Linked DNA regions of Sus scrofa: region 1 is linked to region 2. The links are chromatin contacts, called in public Hi-C maps. All regions are on one chromosome and are shown on one strand. The core of a region is the stretch at or near the end of the contact, and the rest is flanking DNA. Distances in the headings are between cores, read along the strand shown.

The links. Hi-C and Micro-C count contacts between places; a contact is called where the count stands out from the background.
Region 1: a contact with region 2 is called in a Hi-C map of skeletal muscle, with 7 times the contacts expected there. The contact joins the promoter of RAD52 here to the enhancer-like site in region 2. A contact is called at or near these places in 6 of 47 Hi-C or Micro-C datasets (embryonic fibroblasts, heart right ventricle, psoas muscle and 2 more) and 2 of 2 datasets of contacts at active chromatin or transcription factors (alveolar macrophages and skeletal muscle).

The regions. Positions count from the first base shown.
Region 1 is chr5:68,165,971-68,170,991 of Sscrofa11.1, forward strand. It overlaps RAD52 (RAD52 homolog, DNA repair protein), which reads right to left and starts at 1,678. Exons shown (of 13, transcript NM_001123182.1): 1 at 1,487-1,678.
Region 2 is chr5:67,859,593-67,864,791 of Sscrofa11.1, forward strand. It overlaps B4GALNT3 (beta-1,4-N-acetylgalactosaminyltransferase 3), which reads left to right. Exons shown (of 22, transcript XM_021092495.1): 22 at 1-1,408. Among named protein-coding and RNA genes, the nearest start is that of B4GALNT3, 90 kb to the left of the region's middle. Within about 2 kb of position 2,274, at least 4 of the 83 cell types and tissues checked have an H3K27ac peak or open chromatin away from gene starts, as enhancers often do. A contact at or near this core is called in skeletal muscle, where this site is marked.

The DNA.
Region 1 (5,021 bases), core at 428-2,927, 310 kb after region 2:
CAGTGACTTCATAAAAGATACACATATACAGACATTTTTTAAAAAGAAGCAGACTCACAGATATAGACAAAAAAACTATATCTGTGGGGACAGGGAAGGAAGGAGGGGAAGACAGGGGTAGGGAGACAAAGAGGATTGTTAACCAATTACATGAAATCGTGTGTGAAACTTCTGAATATTGCAAAGCGCCACAGAATTTAAAGAATCATTCTTTCAGCTTTTTAAAAAGCGTTTTTAAAAAACACCAGTGGAATCACTAATAAAAAGCATAAAACTGTGCAAAATGCAGCAACAAATATACCACAACAAAGACACTGGTTTACAGTATGAGCAAGAAGGCAGAGGACGCCTTGCTGGACACTCCACACACTGCCAGAGCATTGGAGCATCTGCTTGGGGCTACAAAGAAGTTTTAGCCAGTCAATTCACAAATACAGAATTCACAGATGATGAAAATAGGCTAGGTGTTTTATGAGATCAAACCTCTCCCACAGCTGTTACGTTTTTCATAAACTCGTCTCCAAGTCCACTCAGTTCCCATCACTAGATGACAGGTCTGACTGCATCTCCGATGGGACCTGCACACAAACGCTTCTCTGCTTGTTACCACCACAGTCAATGGTCTAGTAAGCGATGCACTGAGAACAGAGGACTTCACAAAGCCAGCCTTTTCTGAAAGATACCAGACCTGGGGCCAATGAAATACCTGATCCAACCCGAGTTAAATGTGATAAGAACTTAGTTTTACATTGTTTGTGCCTAGGGCTGAATTCTATGATGAAAGAGCCCTTAAATTAAGCCGAAAAGTGCAAAAACGCAAATGCCCATCAATTAATGAAGAAGCAAAACATGGTATATCCCGACAACGAAAGATTATTATTGGGCCACGAGAGTACGGGACACGCGCCACAGCTCGGATGAACCTTGGGGACACAGTGCCAAGTGAAGGAGCCAGACACAAAAAGCCACATACTGCATGATCCCACTTATGCAAAACATCCAGATCTGGCAAATTCAGAGGCAGAAAGAAGACTGGTGGGGCTGGGGGAGGGGGATGAGGAGCCCGCTAATGAGCTCGGGCTTCTTTCCCAGGTGATGAAAATGTTCTGCGTTAGATAACGGTAACGGCCGCCCAACTCTGTGAATACAATAAAGACCACTCAATGTTCACTTTGGATGAACAACTTTAATCATATATAAATTCTATCTCAATTTAAAAAAAAAAAAAGTCTAGAAACGCTGAATACGCGCTGAACTGTCAAATCCCTAAGTGGGTAATTCTACACACCGGAGTACAACTGTCTACGCGCCCTCGGCCCCGGTCAACCGGCAGCAAGTAACCGCAGCCCCAACCCCGCCCCGCCCCGCCCCGCCCCGCCCCGCCCACGGCCACGGCACCCTCCCCTCAGCACATGCCCCGGGTCGGTACCACTAAGCCGGGACCGGGAGACGAGCTTCCCACCCGGCGGAGATCCCACTCACGCACCGTTCCCCCTGAACGCGCAGAAGGGGTCTCGGGACGGCCGCGCAGAGGACCCTGGGAAGAAGGTCCGAGCGAGAGCCGACTTGAACGCGCGGAAGGACACGCGTGATGACGGCGTCAGAGAAACTGGAAAAAGTGCGAGAGAGAGAGAGAGAGAGAGAGCGAGCGAGAGAGAGAGAGCGAGAGACGTACTCGCAGAAGGGCGATAAAGCAGGCCGCGCAGAGGACCCTGGGAGGAAGGTCCAACGGGAGTACCCAAAACCAGAATGGCGTGTGGCGCGGAAGAACACTTTGGGTTCCCGCGCAAAGAGTCCTGGGAGGAAGGTCAGAACGAGGGTAAACCAGACCGGGGTGTGGGAAGAAGGTCTAACGCGAATGAACTGAGAAGACCTGTACTCGCGGAAGGGTACGCGGCGCGGCCGCGCAGAAGACCCTGGGAAGACGGTCCAAAGAGAGCGTGCCGCACCACGGCTGTGAACGGGCGGAGGAGCCGCAAGTTGTGGTCGGGGTAGAGGAACAGAGCCATCTGTTGAGAGCCGTAAAGCAAGTTGTTTGGCAGCGCGATGCTGACTTCCGTGTCAGCGGCTCTCTGCGCTTGGCCCCTGCGCGCCCTGCGCCCCTGTGGTCTCTGCTGGCCACCAGCGAGCTCCTGCCCGGCCTCCCGAGCGGAGCTCGGCTCCGTGTACCCCAGGCCGCTATGGCGGAGATTAGAGCTGTACCGGGACCAGGCTCAACAGCCCGGGCAGCGCCCCATCGCCGGGTCCCGAGGTCCCCAGATGCCCGCACAGACGGAGATGCTTAGAGGCGGCGATCCGTGGGCAGGACATCCCGCAGCAGCGCTCGTAGCGAGACTAAGGAGTCGCATCTCGGGAGTTCCTATGGTGGCTCAGTGAAACCTAATCCGAATAGTATCCATGAGGAAGCGGGTCCGATCCCTGGCCTCGCTCAGTAGGTTAAGGATCTGGCGTTGCGCTGAGCTGTGGTGTAGGTCGCAGACACGGCTCAGATCCCGAGTTGCTGCGGCTGTGACGTAGGCCCGTGGCTACAGCTCCTTTGTAATCCCTAGCTTGGGAACCTCCATATGCCACGGGTGTGGCCCTGAAAAGCAAAAACAACAACAACAGTTGCATCACAACCCCAAGCTGAGTGCGGAAAACTTGAACATACTCAGTTACTGACGTTTTCAAATTGTTGTTCCGGTGACCCCCTCGCCGCGGTTCTGCGCAGTAACCAGGCATTTCCTGGAGGGGTGCTCACGATTCCCGTGCATTTGATAAAGAAAGGCATGGCTGCTTTCAGATGGTGCTGGGACACAGTGATTGGGTTAGAGTCCCTATCAAAATATGCATAAGAATAATTACAACTGGAGTTCCCTGGTGGGTTAAGGATCCGGTGTCCCTGCCCTGGCGTGAGAACTTCTGTATGCAGAGGGCAAAGCCAAACAATAATAATAATGAAGTGAAATCAATTACAATTGAATTCGAGTGAGAAATGTTAAATGTATGCAGGTACATATAAAAGAATAGGCAGATGAATAGCCAACCTTAGAATGGAGAAAAGCTTTCTAACTATAGAAGCTGATAAATTAATCTTAAAAGGTGAATAAATGTAGCTATCTACATGCAATTTACTTAGTTTCTGGAAGTAGAAAATAAACAAGAAAAATAGGGAAATACTAACATGTATTCGAATGGAATTAATATATAAAAAGTTCTAACAATTGAAGAAATATTAACAAGTGTGTATATAGTTCACAAAAGGAGAAAGACAATATGAAAAGATTTAATTTTAATAAAACTAAAAAGTATACATATTAAAATAAGTATATAATTTCAACCATTTCCATTTTATTTATTTATCTATCTTTTTAGGGCCACACCCGAGGTATATGGCGGTTCCCAGGCTAGGAATACAATCGGAGCTGTAGCCGCTCAGGCCTGTACCACAGCCACAGCAATACCAGATGCTTAACCCACTGAGCAAGGCCAGGGATCAACCCAAATCCTCATGATACTAGTTGAATTCTTAACCCAATGAGCCACAACAGGAACTCCCGATAAATGTATTCTGTTCATGAAAGAGTATTAATAAAAAAAGGAAAAATATATTAGATAAAGAAAGTGCTTAGAAATTTAAAATATGATACCTAACTGAAGTTCCCTTGCGGTGCAGCAGGTTAAGAATCTGGTGTTGTCACAGCCATGGCACAGATCACAACTGCAGTTCAGGTTCGCTTCCTGACCTGGGAACTTCCACATGCTGTGGGCAAAAAATATTAATAATGAAATACGATACCATGAAAATTTCACTAATAAGTTTGGAAAACAAGGCTTTTAAAAAATCTCCCCAAAAGTTAGTTAAAAAAAAAAAAAGATGGATAATAAAAGAGAAACAATAAGAAAATTAAAACATCAATCAAGAAAGACTAACATCTGGAGTTCCTGTCCTGACACAGCAGAAACAAATCTGACTAGGAACCATGAGGTTGCGGGTTTGATCCCTGCCTCACTCAGTGGGTTAAAGGATCTGGCATTGCCCTGAGCTGTGGTGTAGGTCACAGACATGGCTCGGAATGGCAGCAACACCTTTGATTAGACCCCTAACCTGGGAACCTCCATATGCTATGGGTGTGGCCCTAAAAAGGCAAAAAAAAAAAAAAAAAAAAAAGAAAAAGAAAAGATCAACATCTGACAAACAGGTGTTCCAGAAAGAGAGAATAAGAAAACATCTAGGAGAAATTAACAAAAAGAAAAACAGAAAAAAACTTTTCAGAATTGAAAGACATAGATCTTCATTTTGAAAGATCCCACCCCAGGGCTCAGTATGACAAATTAAAAAGGACCTACACTGAGGATATTTAGATCATAAGTGGTAAGTAAGTATCGTAAATGAAAATATGCAGAAATGAAAGCCAAAAAAGTATCATTACACACAAAGTATTGGGCTAAAATACCAGGAATCAGATGGCTTTGGACTTCCTCCCAGTAGCAATAGAAGCTACAAGATAATAAAGAAATGCTTTCAAGATTCTAAGGGAGGAGTTCCCACTGTGGTGCGGTGGGTTAAGAATCCCACTGCAGGAGTTCCTGTTGTGGAACAACAGTAACAAATCTTACTAGTATCCATGAGGATGAGGGTTCCATCTTGATCCCTGGCCTTGCTCAGTGGGTTAAGGATCCACTGTTGCTGTGAGCTGTGGCATAGGTGGCACTGCAGCTCCAAATTCGACCCCTAGCCTGGAACTTCCATATGCTGCGGGTGCAGCCCTAAAAAGACAAAAAAAAAGTCCCATTGCAGTGGCTCAGGTCACTATGTGGGTGCAGTTTTGCTCCGTGGTCTGGGGCAGTATGTTAAAGGATATGGTGTTTGCAGGTGTGGCCATAAAATTAAAAAAAAAAAAAAAAAAAAGAATTGCCCCTGGTGGCGCAGCAGTAACGAACCCAGCTAGTATCCATGAGGACTTCAGTCTGATCCCTGGCCTTGCTCAGTGGGTTAAGGATCCAGCATTGCTGTGAGCTGTGCTGTAAGTCACAGATGT
Region 2 (5,199 bases), core at 1,024-3,523:
CTGGCCCCACGTGGAGAGTTCTCAGCTCCGTCCTAGACCTGTGCCTCCAGGCCACGCACATCTCTCCTAGGCAGCTGGCCACCGACTAGGGCATTAACCTTACTTTCCAGGCGGCGCTCACTCCAGACCCACCAGACGCACAGAACTGGCCTCCTCTTCCGGGGGCTGCAGGGGGCTGGGCACCAGAAGCTGGTGGGCGGTGGGCCCCTCACTCCCTGTGTTGGGTGGATAGGCCGTGCAGAATGGGCAAGGTGGGGAAGGCAGGGACAAGAAGCCCTTTTCCCATCCCAGGCACCTGTGGGCTGGGGCCTTGGGGACCACATGAAACAGAGAGGGAAGGAGGTGAGGGTGGGTCCAGCAGGAAGGGATGGGAAGGGAAGTGGAAAGCTTGAGTCCTCACAGCCCAGCGCCCTCCTGCAGGGAGAGCCCCAGGCAGCCCCCTGGGGGATGGGTGACACTCTGAACTGGAAAACAGGGACCAGGGCAGAAGGTTTGGGGAGACACGAGTATGGTTGAGATATCTCTCCACTGGGAGCAGCGCTGGAGGACTGAAAAGTGAAGCCGTTTCAAGGAACGTGGCCCTTGGCCTTTGTAGTCTGGGGCACCCTTTCTGTCACCCCCATCTCGCACTTAACTTGCACTAATAACTCCAGGTGCCTTTGCAGCTGGGGAGTCTTCTGCTGCTGCTGCCTCTTGCCACTGCTGCTGAGTCACCCGCGGTGCATTGGACACTGCATCTTGCACCCCAGTGTCCCGTTAGGGAGGTGAGCACGGGGCTCCCCTCTGTGAAGAAGGGCTTATTGGGGTGCAGCAGGGCCCAGGCCCCATGCTGTGACAAAGGCCAAGTCACGGCACCTGGGGCGGCAGGGTCTACCTGGTGGCCCTGCACTCACTAAGAACTTAAACTTAGCATATGGGAGAACACAGCCTCTCAAGAACCTTCTGGAGGTTGAAGAGAATGCCTGCCTCCCTCAAGAAATCAGGAAGGACACAGAATTTTCAATGAATAGATTGTGGCTTGTGGATACCGTATCTGCCCCCAGGCTCGGTCTTTTTATTGTCCCTGTTCAGGCTCCTTCCCTTTGCGAAAGGGCTGTAGGGAGTAGGCAAGAGCTGCCTGAGGTGACAGGCTTCTCTCTGGGGCCACTCTTGTCCCTGGGCATTGCCCTGAAAGGCCCGAGCCCACGCAGGCAGCCCTCCCATTTCACCCTCCTGATGACAGGAGCCCGCCGGCTCCCCTGCCCAGCCCGCCACCCGCTCCGCCCTGGCCAGTGCCTTGCATTTGGTGTTTGTTACCTCCACTCCGTCTGCCTTAATGGGGAGGGCCTGGCCCCGCCCCCACTGTCTGGGGACACGTGTAGGGTTGGGGGAGGGAAGCATTAATACAGCATCTTCTCAGAAAACCAAATGCTCTTGTGTTTTCCTGTTGCCCATCCAGGTGGGAGGCAGGTGGGCCGAGGGCCCAGGGCTCACATCGCCATCTCGAGGCTGTCAGGCCTCCGAGGGACATGCCAGGGACCCTCCGCAGACCCTCCACTGCGGCTGTGAGGGCAGCCTCCCTTGGGCTGGGTTTACTCAGGAAGGGGCTGACGTGCTTCCTGTCTGAGGAGCATTTTCTGTGCAGTAGTTTGGTGGAGGTCGGTGGTTTCAGTGGACACACAATGGTTGAGTGAACAAAAGGTGAGGAGAAGTGCAGGTGCGGCTTACTCTAAAAGAGTGAATGACCTAAAAACCATCTGTTTGAGCTGGGGATGCCCGGTTGCTGCCTTATAGGTACAAAGTTACGGTCCTAGTCCTAGCTGATGTGGGCAGAGATCACAGTTTGTATTCCTTAAACTCAGGCTCAAGAGAAGGTGCTGCGACGGAAGCTAGAGTAGTGTAGGTAGGTTCTCAGAGAGGATTGTGCCCACACACCAATCCAGAATTGACTCATCTGCCACTGATGTAGCAGATGGTAAGTAGCCCAAGGCACCCGGGGCTGGAAAACTGACTCAGAGCAGGACCCAGGGGGGAGGGAGGGACTTAAAAGCCTTTTCTCCCTCCAGGCTCTAGTCGCTCCTTTGAGCCCTTTCCAGGACCCAGATGGAGAGAGCTGCCCAGATGCCTGAGCCTTCACAATTGGAGACAGAATGATTGACTCACAGTGATTTGCAGCAATCTTTTTAGGTAGAAAGCATGCCATTCTTCAGAAAGGGCAAGGAGGCCTGGAGCTGAGGGAGGGAACAGGGTGGAGTCTGAAGCCTTAGATAGGCACACCTCGAGGGCAGGAGATCTGCCAGGAGGAGGGTTGGCAGTACCCCAGTCTGAGCTCAGGACTGCAACCTGAGCGGGATTCACTTAAGCCAGTAAAAGGTCCCATCTTCATTTCGGTGCTGGCGGTGAGAAGCAAGGGCATCTACATTGCCCTTTCAGGAGCTCTCCCAGAGGGTGGGGAAAGTGCCCAGCAGCCCGGCAGATGGGGGCGGGGGGTCCAAGGGGAAAGGAGGAAGCAGACCTAGAACCTGTAGGGGAAGCAGAGAGGAGGCGGTGTGGAGGGCAGGCCAGACCAGTGCCTGACTTCACCGTGCACATGGTGGCCCTGGCAGCCTCCTCAGGACACAGGTGCTGATTCAGATCTGAGGCTGCAGCGGGGCAGGAGGCTCTAGCCTGCCAGCCAGGTCCCAGTGGTTTTATTGATGCTACTGGTCCATGGACCACAATTTGAGTCGCACGGACTGCCAGACAGTGTGAAGGGGAACACCCGCCCACATCGCCCTTTATCCGCATTAACCATAGCCTCCCCCATCCCAGGCTGTAGAAAAGCCCAGCCTAAGAAGAGAGCACTGGGAGCTTTCTGAGCCCCAACCTGAACTCCTCTCCAAGCCCTCTCCTTGCCCCAGGTCTATGGTCTTCCCCTTTGGCTTGGCAAGGATCTCTCTCAGCCCAAACCCCAGATGTGAGAAGGGCCACCTGGGGACCTCCTGTCCTCCCTTACCTGGGTCCCACCATGTGGTCAGAGAGGAGTCTTTGGGGGTCCCTGCAGCCAGGAGCCCTGTCTCTTGTGCCCCAAAGGCTGTGATGAAGACCAAGGTAGTGGCTGTGTGGTTGAGCTGGTATAGTCACTATTGCTCTTCTGCCTTCTTGAGATTCAGTCAAGGTGTGGAGAAAAGGGGGTGGCAGACGAGGGTCTGGGGATATGGGAGACCACAGCCTGGGGCTTCCCCCACCACAGCTACTAGAATTCAGAGAAAGTCTGGCCCCTCAGAGATCAGCGTAGCAGAATGAAGGAAGGTGGCTGCCATGGTGCTCAGATGCCTTCTCCCTCACTGACCAGAGCAGGGCACCCACGTGGTATTTAATGGAACTGGGATTTAGGAACTTACTGGGCCTTCTCAGAGTGGGGCTGTGTGCTCACATGGGAGGCTCTAAGGATCTCTGCTACAAGTTAGTGAGGACTGCCACTCAGCAGGTCTTGTGGAGTGGCCACTAAATGGGAGACCAGGAGATAAATGGGGTGCCTGACTCACCACGTAGTTGTTCCTTGGGCATTTGTAGGTGCAGGGGGCTAACAGTAGGTTAGTGTATGGCTGAGAAAGTGGCCTCTGCAAATGCAGGGAGTGACAGGGAGGCACTTGGGGCTTTTCTTCCCACTGGGGGGTACCCGAGGCCAGGCCAACTCTAGTCCGGGGCTTCTCACCAGTGACCACGAGGAGGATTCCAATGACCACCTTCTGGAGCAGAGAGATGCCGATGAGGGTGGTGAGGATGGTGTAGTGATGAGAGCCTTGTGGCATTGGACATGAGGAAGGCCATATCCAGCATGCTGTCTCCCCTGCTCTTGGTGGCACCGTGGTTCAGGCTGCTGGGCAGGCTTCTCCCGGGGCTGGGCTTCCTGGACTGTAGGGCATAGCGTAGGGCATAGGGCACAGGGCACAGGCTTACCTGGGAGGTTCCTGAAGGAAAGCAGTTGAGAGGCTGAGAAGAGGAGTGGGGTTTTTGTTTTGGCTTGTTTGTGGATTTTTTTTTTATTGTTTGTTTTGCTTTTTCGGGCCACACATGCCGCATATCAAAGTTCCCAGGCTGGGGTCGATGGGGTTGAATCGGAGCTGCAGCTGCTGGCCTACAGCACAGCCACAGGCATGCCAGATCCGAGCTTCATTTATGACCTACACCACAGCTCACGGCAATGCGGGATCCTTAACCCACTGGGTGAGGCCAGGGATCGAACCTGCATCCTCATGGATGCTAGTCGGGTTTGTTACCACTGAGCCACGACAAGAGTTCCAGAGGAGTGAGGTTTTAAAGGTCTTCCCTCACCAGGTGGGAAATGAGGGCCTGAAAGAATAGAGGTGGACTGGAAATCCCTTAAGGATCTTTGAACTCTGAAATGATGCAATGTAGCAATTTCTATTTCATGGAGGGTCGCCTTTCCTCACACCTTCACCCATCATCTGAAGAATGGGCTGAGGTGTCTTAGCTGCTTCTAAAATGTACCATTTCATCTGGGTCAGGCCTGGCCTTGGGCGGCACCCTTTTCCTCAGATGAAAGCACCTCAGGAGACCGTCGGGGGTGCTCTGAGGACTGGGTGGAGAAGGAAAAGGCACCTCTTCTCCCAGAAGGATGCAGCCCCCCCGCCCCGGGGGGTGGTGGTGCACAGAGCTTCACAAGTGGAGCAGGAATTGCCCTGGGTCTCACTCAGCCCTTGCGGGGAGCCTGGGAGCTGCAGCCCTACTTGGGCACCCCCAGTATGTAGACAGCAGTGCATACCAGTCAAAAGCTCTGCATTTGTTTACTACTTTTTAGAGTCACGATGCAGGGCCTGTGGTGTAGGCCTCTGGGTTGGGCCACGAAATTCAGCCCAAATGCTGCAGGTGGTCTGCAGTCACTCAAGAGAAGTTGGGTATATTTTAGGGAAAGTCATTGAGGATAGATCAGCTCATGAAGGCCAGAAGCAGGGAGACCCCACTGAAAGGTTGTGATCTTGATTTAGGGTGAGACTGTCAAGGAAATGAACAAGAATGGTGGTGAGAAAGGAAAGGAGGCTTTGGAGATGTTACAGCTTGGAACATCAGGAAGCTAACTCAGCTGGTCACAACAGGATGTCTTCGGTGGATAGATGGGTGGCTGGAGCAGGTCTCAGAGGGTTCTGGTTGTTCCTGGATGCTGGGCTTGTCTGGAGCAAGCTGGTTTGGCCACTTAGAGCCAGGGATCCCAAGGCC